Regions from separate parts of the Macaca mulatta genome. Here region 1 is linked to region 2. Evidence: chromatin contacts called from public Hi-C data. All regions are on one chromosome and are shown on one strand. The core of a region is the stretch at or near the end of the contact, and the rest is flanking DNA. Distances in the headings are between cores, read along the strand shown. Region 1 holds the start of FRS3 (fibroblast growth factor receptor substrate 3). Region 2 holds the start of TAF8 (TATA-box binding protein associated factor 8).

Region 1 (4,441 bases), core at 741-3,240, 280 kb before region 2:
GAGAAGTCACCTGGATCCCTCTGGGATACACCTGGGGCTCACCTAGCATAGGAAACAGAGACACTGATTAATAAAACCTTCTATCTTCACCCCCAACTGTTAATTAAACTGACCTGGCAGTCCATCCCACCTGGATATGTGTTTCAGCCCTAATGGGACAAAAACACCAATGAAGAAAGTAAAATCAAGGGCAAAGAGAGCACAAATTCCAAGCCCCATGGGCCCTGAGAGGGACAGACTCCCAGAGCATCAATGAGTTTGAAGTCTAAGACAACCCAAAGCCTTTCTTTTTTTTTTTTTTTGAGACGGAGTCTCACTCTGTCACCCAGGCTGGAGTGCAGTGGCGCGATCGCAGCTCACTGCAAGCTCTGCCTCCTGGGTTCACGCCATTCTCCTGCCTCAGCCTCCCCAGTAGCTGGGACTACAGGCGTCCGCCACCACGCCCGGCTAATTTTTTTGTTTTTTTTTTTAGTAGAGACAGGGTTTCCCCATCTTAGCCAGGATGGTCTTGATCTCCTGACCTTGTGATCCACCCGCCACAGCCTCCCAAAGTGCTGGGATTACAGGTGTGAGCCACCACGCCTGGCCAAGGCCTTTTAAGTCACTTTAGGTGTCTCCCTCTGAGTCCTGTTACAACAAACATCAAAACCATCACCTTACCTTTGCAGAGAACTTTAACTCTACAAAGAGCTTTCTCAAAAGGACACTGTGATATAGTAGAGAGAGCACTGGTTTAAGATTCAGGAAACCAATATTCCGGTCAGTTTTGTTGCTACTAAGTATCTGGGAGACTTAAGTCAACCCCCCAACTCCCACCTAAGGTCTTAGTTTTTGGGGAAACCATCTATAAACTGGGGAGCTTCTAGCTTAAATAACTTGTAAGGCAAAAATGTAAGACAAACATCACTAAAATTGACATGTTCCTCTTCCAAGACAGGCTGCTTCAATTTCGCATTTGGAAGCTTGATAGATTTTCTGCTCCCCAAGCTCTGAAAGGTCTAATTTCAACATAAATGTTAACAGTAAGCCAAAATTTCAGGGCCTCTGAGCCCAAGGTAAACACGTCAACAAGCCAGGACCCTGCAGACCCCTGGACATTCCACATTCCTGCTCTGGAGAAACAATACTTCCCAGGGCCCCTTGCACCCTGCAACCTTGGACAACTTCCAGGTAAAAGGACCCCATCCCCTTGGTCTGGCTTATTTTCTGGAAGGAAGAAGCAGGCTCAGGGAGGTGTGCAAGGACTAAAGACAGGTTGCTGGGAAAATACTGGGGCTTGAGCCACAGACGGGGTGGGGGGAGGGTGGGGGCACCAAGAACTCTAGGGTGCAAGATGGGGGAGGGGTTGCACTTCCCTATCACCATCTCTTCTCCTTAAGATATCAGGATGGACCACATAGCTCACTGAGGAAGGACTGCATTGAGTGGAAATGGCGAGAGGCCTCTGGTCTTGGATAGGTATGATCAGGGGCAGGAGTTAGATGGGGTGTGGGGGCTGAAAACGTATGAGGACGTTTGGGGAAACATGAGCAAGAATTTTGGATGTGGGCATTTTGGATAGTGCAAGGAGAATACGGATATGAGGGATCCTAGGAATTTCCGGGCAGTGGAAGCATTTGGGGGCATCCAAGAGAAATGTTGGGTCCGTGCGCATAGCAGATTTGCTGAGCGAGTGAGGGGGTTCTGAGGGCTCCAGGAGATGCGATGGTGTGTCCAGGGCGGAAAGGGTAGAGGTGGGTTAGGGGAGCCAGAGTCTGCAGGACTGTCAGGGGAATTTCTAGACGCCCGTAAGGAATGAAGAGGTCTGGGTGCGCGCTCTCCCCGGATCCCCGCCCCCAGCCCCGGTGCTCCGCCGCCCGCCTGCCCGGGGCTTCCTAGGGAGGGAGTGGAGACTGCGGCGCGGCGCGACGCGGCCTCGGTGAAGCCGCCTCGTCCCCGCCCCGCCGCGCCCCGACTCACATCGCCCCGCGGCCCGGGCGGCGCCGGGCCCCGCTCCCGGGTCCCGCTGCAGCAGCCGCCGCCCGCCCAGAGCTAAGGCCTCCCCGCCCCGCCCCGCCCCGCGGCCGCGGGGTCGGAGGTCACCGGCAGCACCAACGAGACGCTGCGGGCGGGCGGACCCGAGCGGGGGCGACCGGCACGCAGCCTAGAAGGTCCCTTTGGAGGACTTTGCAGTCGGGAGCAGTGAGCATGCGCAGACGCTAGAGGGCGCTCCTGGCCAGGGGCTGAGAAAGCCCGGCGGGGGGGAAGGGCGGAGCCTGCGGCGGAGGCGGGGCGCAGAGGCGGGGCTGAGGACACCAAAGTTGGGGGTGCTGCAGCGAGCGAAAAGGGGATGGAGGGTTGGGCGAGAAACGAAGGGAAGGGGAGAGGGTCTGAAGGGACCTGAAGGGAGACAGGCAAGACGATGTAACCCGGAAGAGGGCTGAGGGGAGGGGAAGGGGCCAGGGGGACCACTGGAGACAAGGGGGAGAGAACTGAAGGGAAACACGCGGAGGGGCGGGGCTGGGAGACCAGAGGGAGAGTTTGGGGAGACCTGGGAACTGCAGAGGGACAGGGCTGCGCGCCCGGCGAGTCGTTTCCATTCAGCGAGTGGTTGAGAACCCAGCGTAAACGCGGCTCCCGGCGTCTACTGGATGCCCGCCGGGCGCAGTCCCAGCCTGAGCCCCTGCACCTGCATGGCAGAGGCCGTGGAGCCCGCACATTTCCACCCTGAGATCCCACAAATGTGGTTTTGTTTTGCTTTCCCCCCCGCCCCCAATCTGCAGCTCCAGGCCCCTCCCTGAGCCGCCCCTCTCCACCAGCAGGGGAGGGGCGAGCGGGGACCCCTGGGGCGTGGGAGAGGAAGGGCCGCGCTGTTAGTGAGGGCGGGGGCCGGCGGGGGCGGACGGGGGCGGGCGCTGACGCCTTCGGGTGGGGTCTGGGTGAGGGGCCTGACGGCAGAGTCGGTCCAGAACTGCCCGGACAGCGACGCACAGCGATGGTGAGACCCCAGCCAAGTCCTGGTCCACTCCCCTAAAATCCCAGCAGCCAGACCCGGAAGCCCAGCGGACTCGGGAAACTCCGCGTCCCAGCCCCGGAGGCGGGCCCGCCAAGTTCTAGAAAAGCTTTGGGGATCTACCGAGAGGGCACTCGGCGGGACCGGGCACTCCCCTTCCTTCTCCCTCCCACTGTCCCCAGAAATCTTCCCATCCCTCCACCTCCCCAAGCCCTAAGTCCTCTCGGGCTCTGCCCTTCAGGGCAGCGGGGGTTGGGGATGTCCAGCTCCTGAGCCCTCTTGCACCTGCACAGAGGCAAGACAAGGGATTCAGCTCTGTCCCTTATCTGAGGTGGGAGGGGGAAGGGAATTATGGAGGGAATCCAGCTGGCCTGTTAGTAAGGGTGTCCCAGTGCTAGGTGGAGGTGGAGTCTGGCTGCCTTTGGGGAGATGGAAGGGTGAGGAGTAGAGGCCTGATTTCTGAGCGTTGTTTCTGTGTTGGACAATTCCATGCAAACTAGAGCTAAAATGGAAGAGGGTGCAAGTCATTCTCCTGGGGCCCCAGATGCTCCCTCCTTTCTTGCTGCCTGGAGCAGGGGCAGTGCTGTTAGTGGCTACTCCGGGTGTGAACAGCCCATCCTGGCCACCTTCCACAGGAAGCCTGACCTGAGGGACAGAAGAGGAAGGAAGCAGGTGGGTGTGAAGCCAGGAAGGAGGGAAGGGTGGCACAGGACATTTGAAGTGGGAGTGGAGGGGCAGTGCTGAGGAGGGTTCAGTGCTGGGAAGCAATATTAACTGTTACGGTCCAAACCCTCACCTCAACCCCAATACAAATCCCTGGCCCAGTCTTACAGAGGCCAGGGATTTGATGATGACCCTCCTGTGCCTAGCTACTTTGAGAATCTATCCCAGCTCTCAGAAGCCAGATGCCCCTAAGGCTTCCCTTAGCCGCTGGTATGATCTTGGGCCAGTTAATTGTTTCAACTGTCAAGTGGAATAAAAGAAATTACCTCATAAGATTATTGTGAGGATGGACTATATCATATAATATTCTAGAAGAGTCCTTGGCACAGAGTAAATATTATTAAAAAGTTTGCTCTGGTTATTTTTTTCTCCAGGGTTTGTATCTGCCCAGAGCTCTGATCCCATTCTACCTGGTTTCATCTTTGTCTTACCCACTATGAGCTCCTTGAGGGCAGGGCTCATCTCTTCTCTACATTAATAGTCACTTTTTTTTTTTTTTTTTTTTTTTTGAGATGGAGTCTCACTCTGTCGCCCAGGTTGGAGTGCACTGCACTGCAACCTCTGCCTCCCAGGTAGGTTGGAGCGATTCCCCTGCCTCAGCCTCTCTAGTAACTGGGATTACTGGCACACATCACCATGCCTGACTTATTTTTGTATTTTTAGTAGAGACGGGGTTTCCCCATGTTGGCCAGGATGGTCTCGATCTCCTGACCTCAGGTGATCCGC
Region 2 (4,013 bases), core at 802-3,301:
GGTTTCTCCAGCCCCCAAGCCTACCTCCTCGGCAGGTGAGCTCCCCGGAGCACCAACTGGGGTCGTCGGCGCTCTCTCCCGCCGCCTCTGGTGCCTGCCTTTGGGGAGTTGGGGTGGTCGCAACCACCAGCCACGAGGAGGGGATTGCACCTCTCTCCCCGGCGTCCGAACAGAGCCAGTCTCCACCCCTGCAGGGGCGAAGTGTTTACAAAGTCCGCGCCGCGCCGCCGATCCCGAGCTGGGCAGGAAGTGGGGAAGAGGGGGCGGAGGAGACAAAGGGGCTGGTGCTCTGCTCAGCCAAGTTTCAGTCCCCGGCCCGACCCCTCCACCCCCTGCACATCCTCGGCGAGACCAGGAGGCTCATCCGGCGCCGCAAACCCCCGCCCGCAGCCCCCGCCCCACACGGCATAGGTGAGGGGGCGGGGCGCCACAGAGGCTCAGTGTGGGCGACCGGCCGGGGCGGCACGGGTTCCCAGACCGCTGCCTCCTGGCGTTCGCAACTCCTCCACGTGCTATCCAGGAAGTAAACAAAATCATGAGGAGCGATTTCTTTTTCTTTTTCTTGAGACGGAGTCTCCCTCTGTCGCCCAAGCTGGAGTGCAGTGGCGCGATCTCGGCTCACTGCAGCCTCCGCCTCCCGGATTCAAGCGATTCTCCTGCCTCAGCCTCCGGAGTAGCTGGGACTACAGGCGCCTGCCAGCACGCCCGGCTAATTTTTTGTACTTTTAGTAGAGACAGGGTTTCACCATGTTGGTCAGGCTGGTCTCGAACTCCTGACCTCAGGTGATCCACCCGCCTCGGCTTCCCAAAGTGCTGGGATTACAAGCGTGAGCCACCGCGCCCGGCCAATTTCTTGACTCTTACTACACGTCAGGCACTATGACAGACCCTTTCTGTGTATCATCCCATCTTACCCCCAGTTTTACAGAAGAGGAAACTGAGACACACTGAGGATTAGGTCAAGTGCCCGAAGTACCACAGCTGGCTAGTGTTAGGATTCAAACCCAGAGTCTGCGTCCTGCCAGGCAACTGCAAATGGGGACGATTACGGTGCAGCCAGAGGGGCTGACAGGCCAGGTAGAAAACAACTGGCAGCCGCGGGCACCCCACGCCCTGGGAGTGAGGCGGCAAGGGACAAGTCTCCCGCCCCACCCAGACTTGCCTCGCAAATACTTGCGGGTTGAGGGCGCGAAGGCAGCAGGATGCAGCGACAGACTTGGAGTAGGTAGTCCAGGCTCTACTCCAAGTGGGCCATTGACAGGCTGGGCGGCCCTCAGCACAAAATCACGAAGCTGGATGCTCCAGTGTTTCCCAACATTACCTGCTCAGGAGAATCATCTGGGGAGCTCCTTAATGAGAAAGATTCCCAAGTCCCTCTTCCACAGAGTGAAGTCACTGGGATTGGGCTGGACCCAGCCAGGTGTTGCTAATAATCAGACAAGTTTGGAAAACCCTGCAAGTGTAGTTGACCTCCTGGGTCCTTCCAGGAGTGTGCTCTTTACAAGAACCGATTTTCATATTAAAATAGGTTTCTTTTAACTCAGTGAAACCCAGCGCGTTTTCCCGGTCCACAACCAAGCCACTGAAGGCCCCAGAACACTTCACTTTCAAAAGGTCACGTGAGGCGGGTGCGGTAGCTCAAGCCTGTAATCCCAGCACGTTGGGAGGCCGAGGCCGCGGATTGCTTGAGCCCAGGAGTTCGAGACCAGCCTGGCCAACATGGCGAAATTCGGTCTCTACTAAAAATACAAAAACTAGCGGGGCGTGGTGGTGCCCGCCTGTAATCCCAGCTACTCCGGAGGCTGAGGCGGCAGGATCGCTTGAGCCCGGGAGGTGGCGATCGCGCCATTGCACTCTAGCCTGGGAGACAGAGAAGACTCTGTTATCTTAAAAAAAAAAAAAAAAAAAAAAAAAAAAAAAAAAAAGTCACGTGAGCCGGGGTCACCGCAGGCGTCCCCCAACCGACTGGGCTTCGGAAAACCAAGGGGCGCACGCCGCCCCGCCCCGTCCCGCCCCGCGACTACAAGTCCCATCGCGCCCCGCGCTCGCGCACACTACGCCAGAGCAAGATGGCCGACGCGGCGGCCACAGCTGGGGCCGGCGGCTCTGGAACGGTAAGGGCAAGAAGCGCGGACCCGGAGCCGAGAGAGTTTGGGTATCCTGCAACATTCCCCTAGACTGAGCAACAAGCTAGGCCCCATAAATCCAGCCCCATCATGAGCTCCGACTGGCGGAGGGTCTTTTCAGGCCGTACGCGCCCCCTCCCTGGGACTTGGCTGCGGCCGCCGGAGTTGGCGGACCTGTGTCTTGATTGGCTCCTTTGCTGTTGGGGGTTGGGAACCCGGAACACCCCCTGATTGGTCCGAACATGCCATTTTCGCCTTCTTATTGGCCGGCCAAAGTTGAAAGGCATTCCCGTTTCAAAACATTTAGCTTTCTTACTTTTTCGTGCTGTTTTCTTTTGTCCTCCTCGCCGTCACCTCTTGTTACTGTTTTCATTTTCCCTTTCAATGAAATGGTGTGAAGATGGGGGGCACAAGAGAGGGATCCTATTTTTTCTGGGGGACAGGTCTTAATCCCATCATGCGTGTTTCTTCAGCTGTGTATTCTAATAATCTGCTAAAGTAGAAAGTAAAAGACCTGCTATTTTATCTCATTGGGACCGTACTTTTTAGGTGGGCGGAAAAGTAGTCTCTGTATTTAAAGCACCTTGGGTGCTCAATTTTTACTCAGTTGGCCAAGATCTGTAAATCTAAACATTAAGCACTGATTTTTAAAATAAAAGTAGTAAAAGAACTTTGTTTGCCATTGACCACGTATGAACTATGTGATTGCATCCTTCTCCTGTGGATGAAAATCTTTCTGGGCTGCTGCTTCACAGAGATCGGGAAGTAAACAGTCCACTAACCCTGCCGATAACTATCATCTGGCCCGGAGGAGAACCCTGCAGGTGGTTGTGAGCTCCTTGCTGACAGAGGCAGGGTTTGAGAGTGCTGAGAAAGCATCCGTGGAAACGCTGACAGAGATGCTGCAGAGCTGTGAGTACACAGAAACACTAGTCCTTGGAGTCAACCCCAACATCAGTTCAGTGCCCTGCTTTGTGATAGTGTTTGAGAGGATTTAAGAAAAAGATAAACTTTTTTCTTAAGAGGGGAGAAAAAAAATTTTTTTTAATGTAAAAAGTTGAGAAAAGAGCATAATGGGCTGAGCGCGGTGGCTCACGCCTGTAATCCCAGTACTTTGGGAGGCCAAGGTGGGTGAATCACCTGAAGTCAGGAGTTCAAGACGAAACCCCGTCTCTACTAAAAAATACAAAAAAAAATTAGCTGGGCGTGGTGGCTGGTGCCTGTAATCCCAGCTACTCGGGAGGCTGAGGCAGGAGAATTGCTTGAATCTGGGAGGCAGAGGTTACAGTAAACTGAGATCTTACCACTGCACTCCAGCCTGTGAGGCTCCGTCCCCAACAACAAAAACAGAAAAGAGCATAATGAAGTGACTTACGGGCTTTAGAATCAGATAGACTTGGGTGTACATCATCACTCTGTCACTTAATAGCTTGGGCAAGCCACTGAATCTCCTGAACCTCAATTTCCTCATTTGTGAAATGAGATAACAGTTTGTACCTCATGGAGTTGCAAATGTAAGTGAGATATATATATAAAACATTCAGTGCTGGGGAGATTATAAGCTCTTGGTGAGTTATGGGTGCCCTTAAGGACTTTTGTTGGGGAGTCAGGGCTAATTCCCCATGCAATAGATATCATCACATTATGTAATCAAATGCTAGATTGTGTGATACAAAGAATGAAGGGGAAAAGCCACTTTTTTTTTTTTTTGAGACAAAAGAGTTTCACTCTGTTGCCCAGGCTGGGGTGCTGCAGTTTCACAATCTCAGCTCACTACAGCCTCCGCCTCCTGGGTTCAAGCAATTCTCCTGCCACAGCCTCTCAAGTAGCTGGAATCATAGCCATGCACTACCACTCCTGGCTAATTTTTGTATTTTTAGTAGAGAC

What was found. Hi-C and Micro-C count contacts between places; a contact is called where the count stands out from the background.
Region 1: a contact with region 2 is called in a Hi-C map of fetal cortex germinal zone, with 5 times the contacts expected there. The contact joins the promoter of FRS3 here to the promoter of TAF8 in region 2. A contact is called at or near these places in 7 of 14 Hi-C or Micro-C datasets (CD4 T cells, blood, cortical neurons and 3 more).

The regions. Positions count from the first base shown.
Region 1 is chr4:140,393,300-140,397,740 of T2T-MMU8v2.0, reverse strand. It overlaps FRS3 (fibroblast growth factor receptor substrate 3), which reads right to left and starts at 1,990. Exons shown (of 7, transcript NM_001266191.1): 1 at 1,960-1,990; 2 at 1-42. It overlaps PRICKLE4 (prickle planar cell polarity protein 4), which reads left to right and starts at 2,263. Exons shown (of 7, transcript XM_077999984.1): 1 at 2,263-2,977; 2 at 3,493-3,664. The coding sequence starts at 3,500.
Region 2 is chr4:140,109,540-140,113,552 of T2T-MMU8v2.0, reverse strand. It overlaps TAF8 (TATA-box binding protein associated factor 8), which reads left to right and starts at 2,051. Exons shown (of 9, transcript XM_015136339.3): 1 at 2,051-2,114; 2 at 2,882-3,038. The coding sequence starts at 2,070. It also overlaps a transcript of CCND3 not described here.